Regions from separate parts of the Mus musculus genome. Here regions 1 and 3 are each linked to region 2. A link is a contact called in public HiChIP or PLAC-seq and promoter capture Hi-C data. All regions are on one chromosome and are shown on one strand. The core of a region is the stretch at or near the end of the contact, and the rest is flanking DNA. Distances in the headings are between cores, read along the strand shown. Region 1 holds the start of Sh3d21 (SH3 domain containing 21). Region 2 holds the start of 1110065P20Rik (RIKEN cDNA 1110065P20 gene). Region 3 holds the start of Thrap3 (thyroid hormone receptor associated protein 3).

Region 1 (4,235 bases), core at 1,379-3,878, 1.3 Mb before region 2:
TTCTCTAATGGCCCAGTTCCATCTCATATGTTAGTATAACTTTCAAAATTCTTTTGAACAATGGTATTGTAAATACTAATAGTATTTACATAATGGTAGTGGTGGGGTAGGTGGGGTTAAATGAGATGATGCCTCTTGGTCGGTCTGCGTTTTGAAGGTGTCACTGTGCAGTGTTTGTTCTGTTGCATTAGTTCTTGGAGTTCCTTAGTTACAGCAGGGATGTTCCTCGGTCTGAGCCTGTGGGAGCTTTGAGTGGGAGAAGGGCAGAAAAGAAGGCTGCGGGAGGCATAGGCGCTCTGGCCTGTGGATGGGTAGAGTGCTAGCACTGATGCCAGTCTTCTTCCCTTGCAGCATGACGACCGGGAAGGCGAGGGCAGCGACAAGTGGATGGGCCGAGGCCGAGGCCGAGGAGCCTTTCCCCGGGGGCGGGGCCGGTTCATGTTCCGGAAGTCCAGTACCAGCCCCAAGTGGGCCCATGACAAGTTCAGTGGGGAGGAGGGAGAGATAGAAGACGACGAGAGTGGGACAGAGAACAGAGAAGAGAAGGACAGTTTACAGCCCTCAGCTGAGTAGGGGCCGCTCTTGATGGAGCCCTTGCCCGGGGAAGAAAGGCGCTGGGAGAGGCTGGTGGAGCTAAACAAGGAGCCTCAAGAAGATCCTGAAAACGCCACCCCACAACCCACTTGCCACACAGAATCCATCCCACGACAGCAGAGTGTCCCTGGTGCCATCCGTCTCACTGGACAGAGGACAGGACGTTGCCACCGAGCCTAGATGAGACCACACACTGGGCTCCTGCTGCTGCTGGTGGTGTGGGGGGTGGGCAGGGTAGGGAGAAGGATGCTGATGCTTGGACTTTGTTTTGGTTTTGTTGTCCCACCCCCACTCCCACCCCAATTAGAAACCAAGTTTTCTTCATTGCATTTCATTTGGAACTAAATGGGAATTTGGTTTTCAGTCTCTTCCTGTCCTGAGTTTTATTAAGAAATCCTTTTTTCTTTTTCTTCTTTTTAGGGGATATATAGTAATATTAGTGTAAAGATTTTAATTTGGGCAACTTTGACTCTTAAGAGAAAACAAAGCATGTGAATAAAAATTGAAGTGTTCACCTCAGTTTGGGACCAAACTGCTTGGATCTTGTACAAACCGGTTTTGTATGTTGAGGAGGAGTTTAAGGCCTTTCTGACCACCTCGTGTTCCCCTTTCTACACAGCCATGTATCCCGTGGAGTTGCTCCCAGCCTCCCCATGCACCCTGCTCTGTCTCATTTCTCCTGGGCTGGGCTTCCCATTCTCCACCAGCAGCTCCAGTGTCCCAACCTTTGTAGTCCTGCTGGTCTTCAGCAAGAGGAGTGGAAACTGGAGGGCAGTTTCTGGACGGTTTTCTAAGAAACTTCTGAATTCTATTATCTTTACAAATACAAGATGAGAAAATAATTTTTTCAATATTTTTTATTAATCTTTTTATAAAATGAAAAGAAACGCCTATGATTAAGGATGGTGGTTATGGCTGGGTGGTCTGTGGGGTTGTGTGTTTTTGGGTTTTTCCTTTTTTTTTTCTCTTTAACCTTACGTTTTGGGTTGAAACATTTTCAGATGTTGGGGGGCATCCTCATTAAAGGGTCCTTGTGCTTGCCTTCCGGGGCAGCGGTCCCCAGCAGGTGAACCGCTGCCTGCGCGCATCTGTTGGACGCCGACTGCACCCTCCTCCCTCCCCAGCCTTCGCTCTTGGGTTGTTGTGCATACTTCCCTTTACTTTGCTAATTTCAATAGTTATGTTGGTTTTACTTGAATGATTCATGTTTAGGGGAGAACAAAAAAACACCCTTAAATTTTTGTTTCAACTCCTCCTGCAAATAAAAACAATAAATGAAGTGGCAGATGTAAACGGACTGTGTTTGTTGCTTGTGTGAGTGACCCTGGGTTAATAGGTCCCATAGAATATACCATAGTTTTCGTCTCTGGGAAGAAGGACTTCTTGTTCTCAGTGGAGGCTGTGCATTCTGTGTTTTTGACTCCTCCAAGAACCAAACCTAGCTACCATGCCAGAAGTCAGGACTTTGGCTTCCTTGGTGCTGGGGCAGGGGTCAAGGCTGCAGTGAGCTGGCTCGGCCTTTATATGTTAACCCACAAGGAAGAGGTGAGCCTAGCCCAACTGGTAAACTGGGTGGACCCTAACCTTCAGACTCTTGCCAGCCCTTATTAAAAGTTGATTCTTGCTGCCTTTCCCCAAGGAGAATCTGCAGTAGTTATCAGAAATCCAACTAGGCCCCCAAGTGAGTCGAAGCTTCAGGGGGGGTTGAAGTTTGGAATATACCCGCCATAGCTTTTCAGAGACAGGAGCTAGTATCTCTATCTGGGGCCACTTTCCCAGGAATGGCCCCACCCTGGTATGTACCTCTTCCACCTTCCCCTGCAGCTAAGAACTTGCAAGCCAGAAGAGGGTGGGCCAGGAAATGTTATAAAAGACATAGAGTCTGGCCTAGGTTGGGAGACTTGGCTAAAGTAGAGCTCTTGGGGAAGCTGTTACCCCAGCCCTGGGCTGAGACCCTGGACTCCTCCTTCAAGAATTGGGGCCCAACCTGCTGAGCCAGGCCGCCCACTCCTACTACCTGGATCCTGACCTATGACTCGAGTCTCCGCCTCATCCACATCCAGTCTACCGCCTGGCGGCTTCGCCCGCCCTCCGAGCACCCAATGCCCAGCCTGACGGTCAGGCTGCGCAGGGAGCCCCAGAAGTCATGGGTATGTGTGTGGGGGTTCGGGGTGGGTTCTTCTAAACACTTTCCGAAGGGCAAAGTCCACGGACGTCCCCACAGCCTTTCTTAGCTCGCTTCCGCCCGTAGAGGTCCTGGTCCTGGCCAGATACCGAGCGCAGACGGAGGACGAGCTGAGTCTGGCTCCGGGGGACGTGATCCGGCAGGTGTGCGCGGGGCCCGCTCGGGGCTGGCTGCTTGGGGAGTTGCGGGGCCGCCGCGGTCGCTTCCCCAAGCGCCTGGTGCAGGTGAGGCCTGGTACGGGTATGGCTGCGCGGGGGAGCAGGAGCGGCCCTGGCCTCAGCCTCGGGCCTTGTGCCTAGTGCCGCCCCTATGTGATTTTCCCAGGAGATTCCGGAGGCCCTGCGGGGCGTCACCGAGTCCAGACCGCGCTTTCCGCGCCGTAGTCGCCGTGAGTCGGGCGCTGGGCCGGCGGGTGGGGCCTCACTGCCCGCGTGGAACATGACGGCTGTGGGTGGGGCACCCGCGGCTATTTTGCAGCCCCCTGATTGGCTTGAAGTACAATGCTCCGCTCGAGGGCGGGGCCTGAAGCTACTAAAGGGAGTTCTGGGGTCCAACTCTTCCCCAGTGCTGCAGACGGGGCTCCCTGCTCAGAGCTGCTTCCCTGCTTGTCTGGCCTAGGTCACCCCATCAACTCTCGGGACCCCCAAAGATGGTGCAGAGTGAACTTCAACTACAGCCCAGAGCAGGCAGACGAGCTGACGCTTCAAACTGGGGAGATTTTGGAAGTGATAAAGGAGGTGAGGGGTCCTGGGGGCACTTGGGGAGATGCTGCAGCTATTCACACAGAAGAAAGTGAAGTAAGGGTGGGGGCGATGGGAAGGGAGGCAGCTGGGGAGGATGTAGTCCTTGGGTAGAACCAAGGATGGACACCTCAGTTACTCTTGGACAGAACCAGATGCTCCCGCATCCTTCCCCTTCCCCAGATTGAGGACGGCTGGTGGCTGGGAGAGAAGAACGGGCAGTTGGGAGCCTTCCCATCCAACTTTGTGGAATTGCTGGACAGTGGGCCCCCAAGTGAGACCGTGACCCTGTGATCCCCTGGGACCAGACTCAGCAATCTTCAGCGATCTTCCCAGTGACCCTCCTGACCTCGTGACCCCTTTGGCCCCCTCCCTTGACCTAGCTAAATTAGCACCTCCCTAACACCATCGATTCTTCTTCTGCAGGCCTTGGAAATACAGACATACCGCCAATTACCCCAAATTCACAGAGGCCTCCTAAGGTAAATTGGGTCATGGTGGGCACAGCCAGCGAATTCTTTCCCCCCTGCCCCCAGAGCTGAGGATTGAACCCAGGGCCTTGGGCTTGCTAGGCAAGCGCTCTACCACTGAGCTAAATCTCCAACTCCCAGCGAATTCTTAAAATGGCTTGACACTTGTCTCATTCCCCCCTTTCTCTGCCCCCAATAGTTGAGCAACTTGACATATGACAGCCCTCCAGACTACCTGCGGACAGG
Region 2 (4,466 bases), core at 176-2,675:
AGGTTGGCACTAGTGAGTGCAAGTGGTCCCCCAAACATCTGGGCCAAGTCCAGCATGAAGGCATGGTCAGGAATCCGGATGCCAACAAGCTGGGAAGCAAGAAAAGAGAACGTGAGGAAGACATCGAGGGCTTGCAAGCGTCTGATTTAGATCGCAGGAAAAGGGAAAACTCTTGACTCACACGAGTAAAGGGGTTCAGGTCTTTGTTGAGCTCCTCGGAGCGCTCCATCACCAGGGTCACAGGGCCTGGGAACAGGTCTTCCAGGAGCTCCCTAGGTACTCTCACCTGACAGTACCTGCAGGCAAAGGAGCACAAATCCTCTCCAAATCACCCTGATGGACCTTTCCTGGGGACTTAAGGCAGATGCTGGAGAGGGGTCCCCTTCGCGTGTATAATGAACGAGATCTACCTGACTCTCTACTCCCTCTTCCTCGGAGTTCTGGCAGAAGACAGACTCCACAGAGTACCCTGGGCTTTAAGTCTATCCGCCTGTCTTGGGGGACAAAACCACAGCGCCGTGGCACGTGGATACAATCTCAATCCGTTTAATCATCTGGAAGGCGTTACCCCGAAACGGGCCTCCCCTCCGCCCATCACAAGGGCACCGGGAGAAGAGTGCCATGCTCGCCTAACTCAGCTTCTCGACCGACTGTCTAGAGCGGATCTTGGCGAGCCGTCAGCGCTCCCGACCAATCTCCAGTTCCGGATTCCTCCTCGGGGAGCAAGGACAAGCCCCTCCCGCGCTCGGCGGACGCCGCGGTCTCCCGAGGCTGTCACCGGAAACCCCTCCCGCGGGGCCGCCCCCAGCGGGGCCGCCTCACCTGTAGACGTCGGCCACGCGGCCCAGGCACACGGCCAGCGGCTTGGCCTCGCTGCGGCCTTTGAGGCGGTACACGCAACTCAGGGCCGCCGAGCTGCTCGCCGAGCAGGCCAGGCCGTAGAGCGTGTCGGTCGGGACCGCCACCACGGCGCCGGCGCGCAGCTCGGCCACGGCGGCCCGCAGCGCCTCGGTCCAGCCGGAGCGCTCGGGGCTCGCGGCTTCCACGGGCTCGCTCTCCGGAAGCCGCAGCAGCCGGGCCCCCGGCAGCGCCGGAGCGGGCTCAGGAGGGCGTAGGAGGCGGCAGCCGCGGCCAGAACTAGCCGGCCCGTCGCTCAACCCCATGCCGGCCGCCACGGCGGCCCTCAGCCCCGCGCACGGACGCGCCGTAGACATCCGTGCCGAGCCGCTTCCGGGAGGAAGTGACGCACGGACGCAACTTCCGGCCCGCGAGGCTCGGCCCCGCCTCCGCTCCCGGCCGCTTAAAGGGACCGCGACCCCCAGGCGACTTGAAGGAGAACGGTGGGGACGGGGCGGGGCTCGGCTTAGCGGACTCCTCGCGCGGCGCGGGGGGCGGACTGCGGAGGGGTGGTGAGCGGGTGGCACGGGCGGCGATGGAGTGGGGTCCCGGCGCAGGCTGGTCACGGGGGTGAGAGCGGGCCGGCGGGGCGGTGGGTTGGGGCCGCGACCTCGCGCCGCCTAGCGCCGGGCCCTGACGCCGTCTCTCTCCCGGGCAGGGAGGCTGCCGGCGTGGACCGTGGGAAGGCGGGGTTGGGGCTCGGCGGGAGGCCACCCCCGCAGCCGCCCCGAGATGAACGCGCCCAGCAGCTGCTGGACGCCGTGGAGCAGCGGCAGCGGCAGCTTCTGGACACCATCGCCGCCTGTGAGGAGATGCTGCGGCAGCTGGGCCGCCGGCGCCCAGAACCGGCTGGTGGCGGGGTCAGTGCCCAGTGCCCTCTCCGGGCTGGACCTGGGGAGGTGGGCGCTTCCCACTCACTGCACTGGTCTAGCTCGCGCTCCCCACCCCCACCCCGCTCCAAAGGAGGCAGGTGGAAGAGCATCCCCACCGCTTAACTTCCTTTGATCTGAGCGAGGTTTTGAAAAAGCATGGTACTGTCGAGATGCCAAGTGGCCTTATTCTTGTGGGGCCTAACTTAAGGCCTTTCCTCCGGGCTCATCCCCCCTCCCCCCTTTTCTGTTCCAACTAGAACGGTTCAGCCAAGTCTGGAGCGCCGCCCCAGCCATCTGTATCGGCCAGAGGTGGCCTTCCAAAGGATGCTGGCGATGGAGCCTCGGAGTCTTGATCATACCCTAGCCGGGCACCCTGACTTCTGTCCCTTTCCAGGGCCAGTGGCTGGACTGTGACCAACTCCCTTCACTAAAAGGGGCCAGTCTTCACGGGCAGTTGCTGGTACTTGGCCCTCAGCCTGGGATGGCAACTCTACTAGCAGCTGGGTTCACTCCCACGTCGTCCTGGCTGAAGGCAGTACTGTGCTTTGAAATGGAGCCAACAAACATCCAGTCTTGAGTACTCGGATTCAGGAAGCCAGCAGTGCTGGCCAGAGTGGTCTGGCCTGCTTTGGGGGTTCCAGGTGGTATTACATGTTCATTTCATGCTTTGGGGGCTCTCAGCCCCACAAAACACTTGAGCAGAGTCTTGATTAAAAGGAAATCTGCAGACCCTGGTGACTGACCTTTCTTTTCTGTCCCTCCAAGACTTGATGGCTGGGAGTGGGAAGAGAGTGTCAACCAGGGACAGGGATGGGAAGTAATGCCACATGTACTACCAGATTTAAATAAGCATTTAATTAAGATTTCATTAGTATTTAATATTGCTTTTTCAATTCCAAAAAGTTAAATTTTCACTTCATAGCAGATATTTTAAAGTACAATATTAAGTTTATACAAAATGAGCAATTAAGCAAACACTATTATTTCACATTCTTCAAAAATACAAATTCGTATTTATTCTTTTTAGGGGTTGGAGGTTTCTTCCTTTGGAAGTACTGAACCTGTAACGTTTTCATATCGCTCAGTGGAAGTCCGTTGTTCCCATGTTTTACATTTAAAATAAACTTGGTACTTTTACATAATTCAAATAAAACTATTTGGGACTTAAAAACTTGTCACCAAGACCACTGGCCAATGATTAGTTTGTGTTAGAAAAGAGTTTGTGGCCTTTTCTGGCTAGATCTGAGCCAGGCAACCAGAAAAGCCCGTTTTCCAGCCACCTTCCCCAAACTGCAACAGGGAATTCCCAGGAAAAGGGACTAGCTACCTGGGACTCCAACCTCAGTGACATTTTCTCCAAAGCACAACCAAAGATGCAGGCTGTTGACTCACACAGCCCTTGGGAAGCCTGAGAACACCCGCGGCAAGGGCGGGCAAGCCCCTGACTTGGCACCTCGAGGGACACGGGGATACTACAATAAACACCCCAGATTTTGGTGGAAAAAAGTTTTATGAAAACATTACCTGTTTAAAAAAAAAAAAAGTAGAAATTGCATTGAATTGAGAAAGTGACATGACATTATCACCTATTTTTGTCCCAGTGAGCCACCACCAAGGAGCAGTGTATGGTTTTTACACGCCAGTTCTAGAAAAAGGTTGTACTATAATATAATTTGACAGATCCAATTAAACTTGCATTTTCAACGCAGACTGAGAAGCCCTCAAGCCGCCAGAACAGTGAGAGATGCCTGGGCTAATGACCAACCTCCCCAAGAGCAGGGGCATAAGAAACAAGATCCAAGAATATGCAAGAAACAGACCAATCAGAAATATGTATGATCCAGTTTTATGGCTCATCCCCTTCTGCCTCAGAGGAGAGATGGACAATTTCCCATCTGTGTCACAGCACAACCACTTGCAAACTTCATCTGTGAAAATCTTGCACTGGCTGGAGTATATTTAAAATGCCTCTACAGTTGGGAATTTAAGAGTAAGTGGGAGCCGGTGAGGGAGGTCATTAACGGCTTCCTAAATGGATTTGATGAAGCGTGGAAGTCATTCTGCTTTTGAGCCAACAGAGGTGGTGCAGAGAGCCTTCCGACATATTTCTGATTGGGGCTGTGAAAAAGCTGTAAATTCGCGACAGTAGTGCACTTCCACACACCAACAGTCTCAGTGACACTGGAGACGCTTCCCTTCAATGGATGTGTTTACAAATATGAAAGTCTAAAGGTGCCAGGTTTCTACCTAGGAACAACCGACCCTTCCTTTCAGGAATCATTTTGTTCTGGGGAAGAGGGGAAAGAGCAGGGGACGGCGGAGAAGCAGTTGAAAAGGGGCCTCAACAGTCAGAAGAAAACAGCTGCAGCAGTTCCTTGGAGGGCCTGAGGGGGGCGCCCCGGACACACAGGAAGGCTTGCATAGATTGAGCAGCTGCTGAGATGCTGATAGTGGTTCCCTGTGGCCAGCTTCAGCACAGGGCTGATGGAGCAGAAGGCCAGGCCAGGGCCACGTGGGATAGCGACTGTCAAGCTACGCATATATTGCACCCAAGTAAGTGCTCTTTTTACACCTCAACTTAACTTTTATTCTGAGCAAAAAATAAAACTTTGGGGAAAGTATATATATGTATATATACATACACAACAGAAATTGCAGCAATTGGGTTAAAGATAAAAGTAACCTAAAGTGCTTTTT
Region 3 (4,071 bases), core at 1,413-3,912, 1.4 Mb before region 2:
CAGGGCTACCTGAGAAACCCTGTCTTGAAAAACCCAAACTATTCAACCAACCAACCAAACAACCAAGCAAACAAAAAACAATCAGTCAACCAACCATAGGATGGAGACACACACATCACATCAAATTAATTAGAAAGTGCTCTAGAGAAGGGAAGGAAAATTTAGTTATAGACAGGCTAAGCTTGACACTCCTGTGGGAAGTCAGGAAGCATGGTAGCTCCCAGACATTTAGAAATGAGAGTTAAGCAGCTAATCACATCAATGGATGTAAAGGCGCTGTGAACACAGGGGATCAGTGGAGGAGAGTAGGGGACTTGACGAGACTGGATGAGAAGAGAGGGTGAGGACCAGACCCCTGCGACAGTTTCTGGGCCAGTGAAGAGGCAGATGGTACTCGTCTAGCTTATCAGTGTGTTTGCAGTATTTTGCACTAGGCATGGCATGTAGTAGACATCCAGAAAACCTGCAAACTGAAGTTTAAATCGAAACCGAACGTCTCAAGAGGAATTACAGAGTATGCAGCTCACAGGAAATGCTTCACAAGTGGGGAAGTATGAATTACGTAGAATACTACTGAGGCCAGAGAGCTTACAGATTGAGTTGAGCTTGGCGACTTTTCTCTCGTGAGAAAAGTTTACCGATCGATGTGTGTTTTGTCTGCTTTGGCCTGGTATGTGGAGAAATTCATCAACACTCATCATCCCTGCTGGGGCTGCTCTGGTGCTGCTGTTGGTGTTGGTATGCATGACAAAAGCTGATGCACATGAGAACTGGCTCGTCTTGGGACAACCAGATCTTGGGGTACAGAATTTAGCATTTAATACCAAACCAGACCGACCCTAACATCTGTTCTCAAAGAGCTCACAGTCTGCTGGTGACAAAACAGGTGCTTTAGTAATTATAGGTGTAGTCCCTGGGCAGCACACCTAAGGAACTGTCTAAATGGCGGCAACTGCTTTCCCACCTCAGCCATCACGAAGTACCACCACAGCTGGGGCATCAAGTCTCCAGTGTCCGTCAGGTCAAAGCCGCCTGCAGCTGGGAAGGTCTTCCTGTTCTAATCCATGGGCTCAATACAGGAAAGAGGGTGGGGGAAAGCCACCAATCCCTGAGCTCCCCAAGTTCAGGACTTGAGATCCCACCAATCCTTACTCCGGAAATCTCTGCATGCCCTGAAAAGCCCCGCCTCCGAATAAATCCTATATATATAACCCCTGTCCTTCGTTCACTTGCCAGGAGCAGAAACAGCCACTACTCTTCGAGTCTTTGTTCTGTACCCCAAACCCTCCCAATAAATCTGCTTTATGAGATTTGCTGCCTGGTATGGCTTTCTCATTGGAAGAAGCTAAGAAGAAAAGAAGCCATGAAGAGAAGAAGAGAAGAAAGATCAGGGCTGAGGCTCCCGAGCTGCAATGCCTCTGCTGAAGAGGCTTCCTCTCAGAGCGTAGCGGTTCCTGGGCCTTCCGAATCCCTGGATACCCTTCCTTCCATCTGAACAGGAACAGTTTCAATAGCTACAGCAGTACAGTAGCTCGTAAATGCATGACAGAAAAGGTGACGTTTGAACGCTTACATGTGCAGGATTCACTAAGGCAAGCAAGTGCAGAGAAAACCAAACTGCTCTAAAAAACCTTAGTGACCATGTGAGAAACAGCCTCGTAGTGACTTAACATCTGTAAGCTCAGCAGTCATGAATGAGGCTGAGACGAAAAGGCTGCCTTGAGTTTAGGGGACGGCCTGTGCTACCCGGTGATTTCCAGGACAGCTTGGCATACAACGGGAGATTCTGTTCTAAAAATTAAAGTTAACAAAAAACAAAAAAAAACAAAAAACAAAAACCAAGGAGAAAACACAAATCCCAGGGTTTCACTTTCCAGGACATTTGTGGTTCCACAGGTACTAATATACTTCCTGGGCCCATGTTCTTAAAAAACTTCTCTGGGCCAAGTTTGAGGCCAGCCTGCTCTACCTAGAGTATTTCAGTATACCGAGAACCCTGTCTAGAATCCCCGCTCCCCATGAAAAAAATCCCCAAACTAAAAACCTCTTTGGGCTCTTATTGCCATTAAATGGGACAGGAGGTGGCTGTAGGAGAGACCGAGATCCAACGGACTTCTGGGTCCCCTGAGATCACACTATCAAAACAACTCTTCTCCATTTTGCGTTGCGTTTTCTGGGTTCCGGGTGATCAAGTGCCTTCCTTTGTCGGGGACCTCCCAACAACTCTGTGAGGTACAAATTATGAGCCTCACTTTATACAACGATCTGTTCAAGGTCAGAAAGCAGGGGAAGGGTAAGGCACAGAACGAATGCCAAGAGGCCTGATGGCCACCAAACTAGAGACTTTCCGGGGACGTAAGCAGAAGACGAGTGGGTGGGGCTCGGGCCCTCCCTCAGTCCCCCGGAGAGGCCTCTCCAAAATGGTGGGGGCAGTGGCGTCAGCAACGCCCGGGCCCCTTCCGTCCACCTCCCTCCCTCTTCCTCAGGCCACCCAGGCGGGAGCGGGGGGAGGGGGGAACGGAGGCGCAACGCAGTCGCCCACGTGACCGCCGATCTTCGGGCGCGTGACGCAAAGCGGCGGGCCCAACGCTCGCTCTGCCTTGTGGGAAATAGAGTTCGAGAGGACGTCCGGTGAGTCAGGAGAGAGAAACCTAGGACTACATTTCCCAGGAGGTAGCGGAGCGAGGCGGTAGCCGCCGTCGTCGGAGAGCGGGGACGCGGGGCGCGCTAGCGGGCGGGGGCGAGCTTCGGGCCGGTTGTGCCGTTGCGAGATTGCAGCTGTAGTCGCTCCGGCCGGTCAAGGTGAGTGGACGCAGTTGATGGGAGTGAGGACAGCTCAGCTAATCTCTGTGTGTTGGGGTTTTCCTCTTTTCTGGGCGCCGGCTGGGCCCCGGCGAGGGTTAGGCCTAGCGTGCGGCGGCTTCCTCCACGCTCGGCCCGGGCCTGCTCCGAGCGGGCCCTGCTCCATCGGCTCCTCCCCCTCCCCGCCCTTCTCCGCTTCCCTCCGCTCCGGCCTAGTTCTCCGGGCTCCGGCCGCCTTCTCTCTGAAACAGCTTGCACACTTCTGTGCACTGTGCGGGAACGACGGCTTCCACCAACTCCATCTCCCCCCCGCCCCCCAAATCCTGTTTTACGAACCTCGTTATTTGAATTTTTTTTTTCCGGGAACTCTTGCACGCCCTTCCCCCACCAGTCTCCATTGGCCTGGTTCTGTCTTCTAGGGCCCATGTGGCTGCTAGCACACTAAATGTTAGTACTTCTTCTGTGTTTGTTTTTTTTTTAAACTTGTTTGTTCTTTTGTTTTGTTTTCTTCCTCTCTTGGCCAAAAGAGGCCTATTCCAAGTTTATTTCCTATCGGAAAAATAGTTCCCACTTTCTTCCTTTGGTTGCAAGTGAGGCCGACTTGCGTTCCTTCGGTGATTGGCGTGTGCCCTGCTGGTGAGAAGCAGTTGTGTCCCACACTTAAACAACTTTTCTCTTATTTTCTTTGCTCTTGTGATTCTTAATGGGTGGAGCGTGGCGGCGGTAGTTGGCGGCAACATTGGTGGCCCAGAAGTTGGAAGCCATCGGTGAGAGTCCTATGTTAACGAGGAGCTTGCTAATTGGATAGAAACAATATGGCAAGGACGTTATAGGACAGAGCCAAGAAAGACGGCTTTATCAGCTTTTGCGTTTAAATTTCAGTTTTTACTTTAACGTACTTAAGTTTTTTTGTTTTTTTTTTTCTTTTTCTAAAATGGCAGTGCACAACCCTGGCTACCTTTAGTGTAAATATTCAACGAAATTCACTGACGGTTAACCCCTTGTTACCGGGTATGGGAGTTTTCGATTGTGGGTCCTAAGTCGAAAGGCATGTATCCAACTGTCTTTTTTCAGATCTTTCCTAGTTTTGTTTGTGGAAATACTGTCCGTGTGTAGTCAATCCTATTATTTAGACAGCTTAGGTGTATATATTATTCTGTATAAATGTTAAAGACGGCTGGTGCCTTGAAACTTGTGGAGAAAAGTTGGTCTTTGTAGTTTTTAGTTAATTTGCAGATGTGTATCTTGAATTAATATTAGTACTTAGTG

The links. Promoter capture Hi-C pulls out the DNA fragments that hold promoters and counts their contacts. HiChIP or PLAC-seq counts read pairs in DNA pulled down with a chosen protein or histone mark.
Region 1: a promoter capture Hi-C map of hippocampal neurons shows a contact between it and region 2, with 5 times the contacts expected there. The contact joins the promoter of Sh3d21 here to the promoter of 1110065P20Rik in region 2. A contact is called at or near these places in 2 of 39 promoter capture datasets (hippocampal neurons and pre-B cells).
Region 3: an H3K4me3 HiChIP or PLAC-seq map of embryonic stem cells shows a contact between it and region 2, with 5 read pairs. The contact joins the promoter of Thrap3 here to the promoter of 1110065P20Rik in region 2. A contact is called at or near these places in 1 of 484 Hi-C or Micro-C datasets (B cells) and 1 of 115 datasets of contacts at active chromatin or transcription factors (embryonic stem cells).

Annotation. Positions count from the first base shown.
Region 1 is chr4:126,161,734-126,165,968 of GRCm38.p6, reverse strand. Sh3d21 (SH3 domain containing 21) reads left to right here and starts at 2,628. Exons shown (of 16, transcript NM_001162533.1): 1 at 2,628-2,744; 2 at 2,846-3,003; 3 at 3,104-3,167; 4 at 3,398-3,516; 5 at 3,703-3,793; 6 at 3,946-4,001; 7 at 4,189-4,234. The coding sequence starts at 2,741. It overlaps Thrap3 (thyroid hormone receptor associated protein 3), which reads left to right. Exons shown (of 12, transcript NM_001356455.1): 12 at 352-1,887. The coding sequence ends at 573.
Region 2 is chr4:124,847,523-124,851,988 of GRCm38.p6, reverse strand. It overlaps 1110065P20Rik (RIKEN cDNA 1110065P20 gene), which reads left to right and starts at 1,425. Exons shown (of 3, transcript NM_001347196.1): 1 at 1,425-1,467; 2 at 1,556-1,757; 3 at 2,027-2,504. The coding sequence starts at 1,433. The coding sequence ends at 2,122. It overlaps Mtf1 (metal response element binding transcription factor 1), which reads right to left. Exons shown (of 11, transcript NM_008636.4): 11 at 2,189-4,466. Yrdc (yrdC domain containing (E.coli)) reads right to left here and starts at 1,230. Exons shown (of 5, transcript NM_153566.2): 1 at 823-1,230; 2 at 182-296; 3 at 1-89. The coding sequence starts at 1,214.
Region 3 is chr4:126,201,301-126,205,371 of GRCm38.p6, reverse strand. It overlaps Thrap3 (thyroid hormone receptor associated protein 3), which reads left to right and starts at 2,662. Exons shown (of 12, transcript NM_001356455.1): 1 at 2,662-2,802.